2 separate regions of the Sus scrofa genome follow, and region 2 is linked to region 1. Evidence: chromatin contacts called from public Hi-C data. All regions are on one chromosome and are shown on one strand. The core of a region is the stretch at or near the end of the contact, and the rest is flanking DNA. Distances in the headings are between cores, read along the strand shown.

Region 1 (4,423 bases), core at 1,727-4,226:
TTGACCATAAATATGCCAGTGTAGAAACTATGTACATGAAATGTAAGGTTCTGGCTAAGTTACTTTTATTTTGTAGTGACAGTGTAGATGTGAACAAAATGACAGTAAATTTTTTGAAGTTCCTGCAGTGGCACAATGGCTTAAGAATCCGAATGCAGTGGCTTGGATAGCTGAGGAAGTGCAGGTTCAATCCCTAGCCCAGGTGCAGTGGGGTAAAGGATTCGGCGTTGCTGCCGCGTCAGATTCAGTCCTTGGCTTGGGAATTTCCATGTGCCCCAGGTGCAGCCATAAAATTAAAAAAAAAAATTTATAAGTACTGTTTTTGCAGTGTGGAACTTCATGCTGATGTGATTCAGGAAGGTCTCTGAGAAAAAAATAGTAAATAGGAATACTGAGATGTGAAAGTGAATTTTAAGAGCAAGCAAAAAAGTTACGATTTTTAGAAATTGAAAATAGCTCTGTAAGAAATGCAAATCAAAACTACCATGAGATATCACCTCACACCAGTCCGAATGGCCATCATTAATAAATCCACAAATAACAAGTGCTGGAGGGGCTGTGGAGAAAAGGGAACCCTCCTGCACTGTTGGTGGGAATGTAAACTGGTACAGCCACTATGGAGAACAGTTTGGAGATACCTTAGAAATCTATACATAGAACTTCCATATGACCCCGCAATCCCACTCTTGGGCATCTATCCGGACAAAACTCTACTTAAAAGAGACACATGCACCCGCATGTTCATTGCAGCACTATTCACAATAGCCAGGACATGGAAACAACCCAAATGTCCATCGACAGATGATTGGATTCGGAAGATGTGGTATATGTACACAATGGAATACTACTCAGCCATAAAAAAGAATGACATAATGCCATTTGCAGCAACATGGATGGAACCAGAGAATCTCATACTGAGTGAAGTGAGCCAGAAAGACAAAGACAAATACCATATGATTTCACTTATAACTGGAATCTAATATCCAGCACAAATGAACATCTCCTTAGAAAAGAAAATCATATAGACTTGGAGAAGAGACTTGTGGCTGCCTGATGGGAGGGGGAGGGAGTGGGAGGGATCGGGAGCTTGGGCTTATCAGACACAACTTAGAATAGATTTACAAGGAGATCCTGCTGAATAGCATTGAGAACTTTGTCTAGATACTCATGTTGCAACAGAAGAAAGGGTGGGGGAAAAATATAATTGTAATGTATACATGTAAGGATAACCTGACCCCCTTGCTGTACAGTGGGAAAATTAAAAAAAAAAAAAATAAAATAGCTCTGTAGAGGTAGTTCTGTTTAATAGATAATGTATGTACATAAGTGCTTGCACTGTTTATATGACTTGTAGAGTAGAAAGGTAATTCTGTCTTGATTGAGATATTTTTTGATAGCTGGGATGCAAAAGATTTCACACAGATGAACATGCTGTCTGCTCTAGGTCATACCCTACAAATAGAATTATGAGAAATTACACTGTGGGAGTTCCCACTGTGGCTCAGCTCAGTGTTTTTCAGTGTTAGAAACCCAACATAGCCTCCGAGAGGATCTGGGTTGGCTCCCTAGCCTCCCTCTGTGGGTTAAGGATCCATTGTTGCCACAAGCTGTGGAGTAGGTAGCAGAAGTGGCTCGGCTCCAGTGTTGAGGTGACTGTGGCCTAGGCCACAGCTGCAGCTCCTATTAGACCCCTGGCCTGGGAATGTCCACATACCACAGGTGCGATAGTAAAGAAAAAATATTAATCGTGTTCAATTACCATCATAAAGACAGTATATTTATAAATCTGCATGCTACATAATCCGGTTTGTTCTTGAGAGAGCTTTCAATTTAATTAGGAGTTCATGAGAACTGAGTTCTCAAATTTTCAGCAGACAAGCTTCTATGTTCTAGTGCCAGAATCCTATCTTCATTTGACTTTCACTGCGCCTTCCTGTCATGACTCTAGAGGGTGGTAGAAATGATTCCTACAACAGGACATCTAGCGGCAACTTAAATTAGTACATACAAATAAGCACTTCTAAATACGTGTCCCCAGCTCGTCTTTGACTTAGCTGTGGTCACCACCCTAAATGAAAGGGAGTTTAAAGGGAAAGGGATCCTAACCAGTGGTGGTTAAAATATTTTCTGCAAATTTTGTGAAAACACAAGCAGGTGAACATCTTTAGGGCCCTCTGCTGGGAGTAAATGTAAAGGGCAGAAAACATTGAGGCTGGCTGTAGTAAGTACTCGAGGATTATCAGCAAGGATTATAAAAGTAAACTAACCGGTCCTGAAGCTGGCAGAGACGCTGAACTATGGTGCCCAAGTGAAGAAGTAAGGTTGAAGTTCTAAAGCATGGTGTATTATGCTATGATGTCGGTGAGGGGTGGTAGCGTGTGGTTTTCTAGTTCTGTGTAGTTTGGTTTTTCACTTTTCAACACAAAAGAAGTTTTTTCTTCTGCATTTTATAAAGTATATCTACATAATTTGTAATCCTCACAGCAGGTAGAGTCGATTTTAATTATCATTTCACAAAGGAAACCAAAAGGTTAAATGATCTTCCTAGCTGCTAACTAGTTTGTTCCCATCTCTTTATGATTATCTGATTCCCTGAAGCTCAAGTTCTCTTCCTACCAGGAGGTAGACCTGCCCAAGCAATACTTACTTCCGCTTGACCAAAATGTGACTAAAAACACTAGTGAGAAGAAAACAGGAAAATGAATCCCCCATCTTTCTTGTCTCCAGCTTGTCTTACGGACAGAAGTGGAGAAAAAGGAGGCTGCGTAGGTTTTCTGTCGCCCCCTGTGTTGGAGTTGACGTGAAGCACGACTGGCCAAGCCCTGGGAACTCCAGGGAACCACAGGGGTGGTGGGGCCAGCACGCACTGCCCCGCCCGGCGCAAGCCTCGGGGGCCAATCAGAACCAAGGGGCGTCCTCAGGCCCGCCTTCCCTTCCCTCCAGCCTCTGGCCGGGAGACTGGGCGCCCTGTGACCCGGAAGGAGTTGTTTTGGAGGAGGCGGGCTTGAGAGGGTGGAGTTTCTGACGCTACCTCTCGGGGCTCCAGTGCTTCTTTCCTCTCTCGACTGGCTGTGGCTCCTGCTGGAGAACTGTGACCAGGTCTGCGGGAACCGCACCTATGGCTTCCGTGCTGTCCTACGAAAACCTGGTCCACGCCGTGGCAGGAGCCGTGGTGAGGCGGGGTCTTCACGTCCGGGCCATTGCGGGTGTGGGGCTTCTCTGGGGCCGGACCGGGATGTGACTGGGGGATGGGGATGAGAAGGAGTTCGTGTGGAGTCTCTTGGCCTGACTGGGGCGAAGAGGAATGGGGCTTAGGTGAAGTGTTGCTAGAAGCATTTGGGGTGAAGGCCGACACTTACCCTCCGCCTCTGGCTACCGCTCTGGCCAGTTAGAGAATATCTGGGATGTAGGCAGCGGTGGTCCCACACACCCTCGGGGAGAAAGTAATTGCAGTTTTCTTTGACTTCGGAAATATAAAGGGCAGTCATTCCCCCTCTCCCTCCCCCACTCCACACACAGACTTTGTCTCACTGGGCCAGAGGCGAGCCTTGGTGTAAAGCTGTGTTGCTTAATCACATGCTTAATTACACATCTTGCTGCAGGCAAGTGGTAGAACCTAGTCGGGGTACCTCTTGTTCTTGGCAGAAGAAAAATACCTCTTTTTGTTTTGTTTTGTTTTAATTAAATCAAGATCAAAGTTCCCCTCTACCCAGGTGTGGTTTACTCTGAGGAATATGCTTGGTTCTTGGGCTTCTGTATGTCTCGCTTCCATTTGACACCACTCCCTTTTCCTAGGAACTTTACACTCTGGGTTTGGGTAATTTCCCCTCCTGGTTCTTATCCTGTTTCTCTGACTGCCTTTCCTTACATCCCTCTCTAGCTGTCGACGTGCACCTGGACTCATTGGGACTTCAGAAGAACATTACTGAGTCCTCTCCTAGTCCCCCCAAACTGCACTGTGAGCTCAGGATTCTGTGCATAATAATGGGAATTGAACCGCAACTCCATCATGTGTTGGATAGGTGGTCTTTAAATGTCACTTTCCGAATCTGTAAAGGGGGGGTATTGACACCTACTTCACAGAGTTGTTAACGTGATTTAGGTGACACAGTAGTTCATGGAAGTGTCTGATTTGGAAGTCTTGGTTCATTCAATTAGACTAGAAGAGCTTTCCAGCCAGTGTAAAGTCTTGCTCTGCAGTGGAGGCTTGCTTGACCTGCTCTAGGATGGGCGTGGAGACCTCTGTGTCTGGAATGGAGACAACAAAGATGCAAGTGGGTTTCAGGGGACCAAGTGGTGTGAGACTTTTCACTCTGAGTGTGAAATACAGACAGCTAGCCAACTGTTGCGTTTTTGAGCATGCAGCAGCTTGCTGGTTTACATCATTCTGGCTGCTCTGTTGAAAGTAGACTGTCAGGGAGCA
Region 2 (4,978 bases), core at 787-3,286, 84 kb after region 1:
CCTTTGGTTTTGAAAGACACCATGAAGACCTTCCCTAACAGCTGTTCTTTTTTAATGTTTGAAATTCATCCATCAGAAGCTGAATCATCTATGGTTAAGGATTGTCCTGGATAAGCGAGGAAGTTCAGCAACTTTAGGAAAGAGGCTGGAAAAATTGTTGTAATATTTTGGTTTATAAAATTCTTGTGGGAGGCTTTGGTGGAGATGGTGGAATAGGAAGCAGAAGGACTGTCTCCTCACCCCGACAACTGCTCTGGCACATCTGTCTCATGTAACTATTTTGAAACACTGAAGCCTGCTGAAGGCTTGCAACTTCTAGGCATGGCCCAGAAAGAGAACTTATATAAAAATTGTTTTCTTCCAATTAAAAAAAAATGTTTAAATACATGTAACATGAAATTTACCATTGTAGGAGCTCCTGTTATGGCTCAGCATGTGAAGCCCAACATAGTGTCCATGAGGATGCAGGTTCAATCACTGGCCTCGCTCAGTGGGTTAAGGATCCAGTGTTGCCGCAAGCTGTGGCATAGGTCGCATGTGCGACTCAGATCCAGCGTTGCTGTGGCTGTGGCATAGGCCTGCCGTTGCAGCTCTGATTCAACCCCTAGCCCACGAACTTCCATATGCTGCAGGTGTGGCCTTAAAAAGAAAAAAAATTACCGTTTTAAGTATACTGTTCAGTGATATTAAATACATTCATTATGTTGTGTAACCATCAGTACATTCATCTCCATAGCTTTTGTCTTCTTGTTAAACTGAAACTCTGTACTCACTAAATACCAACTTCCCGGAGTTCCCCCTTGTGGCGCAGCAGAAATGAATCCAACTAGTATCCATGAAGATGCAGGTTCGATCCCTGGCCTTGCTCAGTGGGTTAAGGATCCAGCGTTGCTGTGAGCTTGAGCTGTGGTGTAGGTCGCAGATGCAGCTCAGATCTAGCATTGTTGTGGCTGTGGTGTAGGCCGGCGGCTACAGCTCTGATGCGACCCCTAGCCTAGGAACCTCCATATGCTTCAAGTGCAGCCCTAAAAATAAATACATACATACCAACTTCCATTCCTCCCTCTCCCCAGCCCTTGGCAACCACCGTTCTATTTTCAGTCCCTGAATTTGACTTCTCTAGGGTCGCTCCTATGAGTGGAAACATACAGTATTATCTTTTTGTGATGGGCTTATTTCACTGAGCGTAATGTCCTCAGGTTTTATCCATGTCGTAGCATATGTTAGAATTTCCTTCCCTCATGCAAAGGAAAATATGCTTTCTGCTTTCTGCACTCCGCTTTATATAGTAATTTCTTTTATGAATTTAGGCATGAGTTTGATGTGTGAAACAGATGCCTCAGTTCCTAAGAACCTGACCAGTTTTGTATGCACTAGGAAAGGTCTGTTTCTTCATTTATTCATTTCTTGGACAGACACTGATTGAGCACCTCCACTGGACCAGAGCCTCTGCAGTGCTCAGAGTGCAAAGCAGAATAACACAGTCTCTGTCCTCGAGTAAAGAGCTACCTGTATTAAGTAAAGAGAAGAACTGAAAAACCTTTTTGGGTTTGTTTTTTTTGTTTTTTGTTTTTTGGGTTTTTTTTTTTTTTTTTTTTTTTTTTTGTCTTTTTGCTATTTCTTGGGCCGCTCCCTTGGCATATGGAGGTTCCCAGGCTAGGGGTCCAATCGGAGCTGTAGCCGCCAGCCTACGCCAGAGCCACAGCAACGCAGGATCCAAGCCGCGTCTTCGACCTTCACCACAGCTCACGGCAACGCCGGATCCTTAACCCACGGAGCAAGGGCAGGGACCGAACCTGCAACCTCATGGTTCCTAGTCAGATTCGTTAACCACTGTGCCACGAAGGGATCTCCTGGGTTTGTTTTTGAAAACCTTTAAAGCTCCTTTTATACTAACAGGTTGTGTGATTTTATAAACATCACAATTTTTTTGATGCTGGCAAACTCCACCACCCCCACCCCCGCCCCCGCCTGTCCCGAGACTGGATCCCGCCATCACCTCTCTCGCCCGCCCGGCGGCACCAGGATTCTTGGCTTGCCTCTGTAAGGGCAAATGAGGAGGTTGCTGAGGTCCAGCAGTTCCGAAGAGAAAACGTTTCACTGATTTTTACGATGGGGAACGCAAAAATTAGTATATCAAATATTGCTTTTCAGTTCTGTTTTCAGACTCCGTTTTGGAATGAGCATATCGATGGCCATTAACATGAAGTATTATTTATTCTTTGTGTTGTGGCTTTTATCTCAAACCCTTTCCTTAGGTCTCTGGAGAGCTATCTGGTGGCTGTAATTTACCCAGACGTTTTCTATTTCATTTTCAGCTGACACACACTGATCCATGGCATAGCTCCAAGGAGAGTGCCTGCGGCTTCGGCAGGACAGAAAGGAGATGGCCCTGGCCTGGCCACTAGCAGGAGAGAGGCTGTGGAATCAACAGACCTGAGTTTCGAGCCTGGTTCTGCTCCATTTATGAGTGAGTGACTTTAACCAAGTTTGCCCGTGTTCCTGACCCTCCATTTCAACGTCTGTAGAATGAAAGATGCCATACTCACCCGAAAAAGTGTAGGGGAGGACTGAGAACCCGTGGTGGGTTGTCTCCCCACAGTATCTGGGTGTTTTTTTTTCTCCTTTGGTTTGCAACAGTTTATAAGATGTTTGATCAAGGCTTAGGTTGTACTTTTTTATTATTTGAGTTTTTTTTATTTTTAATTTTTCATACAACTTTTAAAGGTTACACTCTATTTACAGTTACTACACGGGAGGGTCCCATCATGGCTAAGTGGAAACGAACCTGACTAGGATCCGTGAGGAGGTGGGTTCGATCCCTGGCCTCACGCAGTGGGTTAAGGATCTGGCATTGCCGTGAGCTGTGGTGTACGTTGCAAATGCGGCTCGAGTCCCACCTTGCTGTTGCTGTGGTGTAGGCCATCAGCTACAGCTCCAGTTAAACCCCTAGCTTGGGAACTTCCCTATCTGCAGGTGTGACCCTAGAGAAACAAAAAAAATAAATGAAGTTACTACAAAATATGGGCTCTATTCCCCATGTTATGTAGGACATCCTTGCTGTACTTTGACTTTAAGCTGGGGGCGCTCCTGCTCTCAGCCTTGTGTTCTAAAGGGGGAAACCCCAGGTCTACCTCTAGGCGTGGTTCCTGACTAGCTTAGGACCAGCATCCCCACCTCTAGCCACAGGGACAGGTCTACTGCTGGGCATGTACCTTCGTCAGGGCTGATGGGAGACAAAGAAACACGGGCTGGGAGTTTCTGGAAGGAAAAGCTTCTCTCATCCATGTGGACTTGAACAAGGTAATTTATAACCCAAGGAGCAGCTGACAGCCCTTCAAACCATAAGGGAAGAGCCTGCCTGGGGGTGGAGCCAGTCCCGAGTGCCTCACGTGGAGCCAGTGCTGCCCTGGACCTGTTGTCCACAAGAGCCAATAGATCTATTTTGTTATTTCAGCCAATTCCAGATGAGTTTTATGTTTCTTACATCATAGTCCTATTTGATTGTAGTGGGTTGAATGGTGGGCCCCCAAATGATACGTCAACATCTAAACCCCTGGAACCCGTGAATGTGACCTTATTTGGAAAAAGGGCCTTTGCAGAAGGAATTGAGTAAAAGATCTGGAGATGAGAGCATCCTGGATTATCCAAGTGGGCTCTAAATCCAATGGCAAGTATCCTTGTGAAAGACACAGACTGAAGGCCCTGTAAAGATGGGGACAGAGATAGGGGTGGTGCAGCTACAAGCCAACGCAGGTCTGGAGCCACCAGAAGCTAGAAGAGGCAGGGAAGGATTCTCCCCCTAGAGCCCGCAAAGAGAGCCAGGCCCTGCTGACACTTTGATTTTGGACTCTGGCCCCCAGAACTGTAGATGCATAAAAGTCTGTTATTTTAAACCACCAGGTCTACGGTTATTTGTTACAGCAGCCTGAGGAAGCAAACACACTGATCAGTGTGCATTTAGAAATATCAGTGTCTCCCCACAAGCAGAAGTCCAGGACCAGATGGCTTCACAGGCAAATTCTACCAAACATACAAAAAAGACTTTTCACTCATTCTTCTTAAACTCATCCAAAAGATTGAAGAAGAAGGAACACTCCCAAAGACATTCTATGAAGCCACCCTCACCCCGATACAAAACCAAAGACACTCCCAAAACGAAAATTACAGGCCAATATCTTTGATGAATATAGATGCAAAAAATTTCAACAAAATACTAGCATTTTGCTAGTATTCATTTTGGATCCAACAACACATTTTTTAAAAAAATCATATACCACAACCAAGTTAGATTCATCCCAGGGTCACAAGAATGGTTCAACATATGCAAATCAACCAATGTGAGCCCCCACATCAACAAAAGACAAAAACCACATGATCATCTCAATAGATATAGAAACAGCATTTGATAAAACGCAACATCCATTCATGATAAAAAAAAAAAAAACTTATGAAAGTGGGTATAGAGGGAACATATCTCAATGTAATAAAAGCTATTTAGGACAAAGCCACAGTCAAGATAATACTTAACCATGAAAAGTGAAAGCCTTCCCACTAAAATCTGGAACAAGACAAGGACACCCACTCTCACCACTTCTATTCAACATAGTATTGAAAGTCCTAGCCACAGCAATCAGACAAGAAAGAGAAATAAAGGTAGAAATATTAATGTCCTTTTCTTTATATAAAAAAATAAAAAAGAGGAGTTCCCATCCTGGCTCAGTGGTTAACAAATCCGACTAGGAACCATGAGGTTGCGGGTTCGATCCCTGGCCTTGCTAAGTGGGTTAAGGATCCGGCGTTGCTGTGAGCTATGGTGTAGGTTGCAGATGTGGCTCAGATCCCGAGTAGCTGTGGCTGTAGCATAGGCCAGCGGCTACAGCTCCGATTGGACCCCTAGCCTGGGAACCTCCATATGCCGTGGGAGCAGCCCAAGAAATGGCAAACAAGACAATAAATAAATAAATAAATAAATAAG

What was found. Hi-C and Micro-C count contacts between places; a contact is called where the count stands out from the background.
Region 2: a Hi-C map of skeletal muscle shows a contact between it and region 1, with 2.8 times the contacts expected there. The contact joins the enhancer-like site here to the promoter of SLC25A17 in region 1. A contact is called at or near these places in 22 of 47 Hi-C or Micro-C datasets (blood, brain, differentiating spermatogonia and 11 more).

Annotation. Positions count from the first base shown.
Region 1 is chr5:7,619,662-7,624,084 of Sscrofa11.1, forward strand. SLC25A17 (peroxisomal membrane protein PMP34) reads left to right here and starts at 2,977. Exons shown (of 9, transcript XM_003126004.4): 1 at 2,977-3,172. The coding sequence starts at 3,119.
Region 2 is chr5:7,705,020-7,709,997 of Sscrofa11.1, forward strand. No RefSeq gene overlaps it. Among named protein-coding and RNA genes, the nearest start is that of MCHR1, 31 kb to the right of the region's middle. Within about 2 kb of position 2,037, at least 2 of the 83 cell types and tissues checked have an H3K27ac peak or open chromatin away from gene starts, as enhancers often do. A contact at or near this core is called in omental adipose tissue and skeletal muscle, where this site is marked.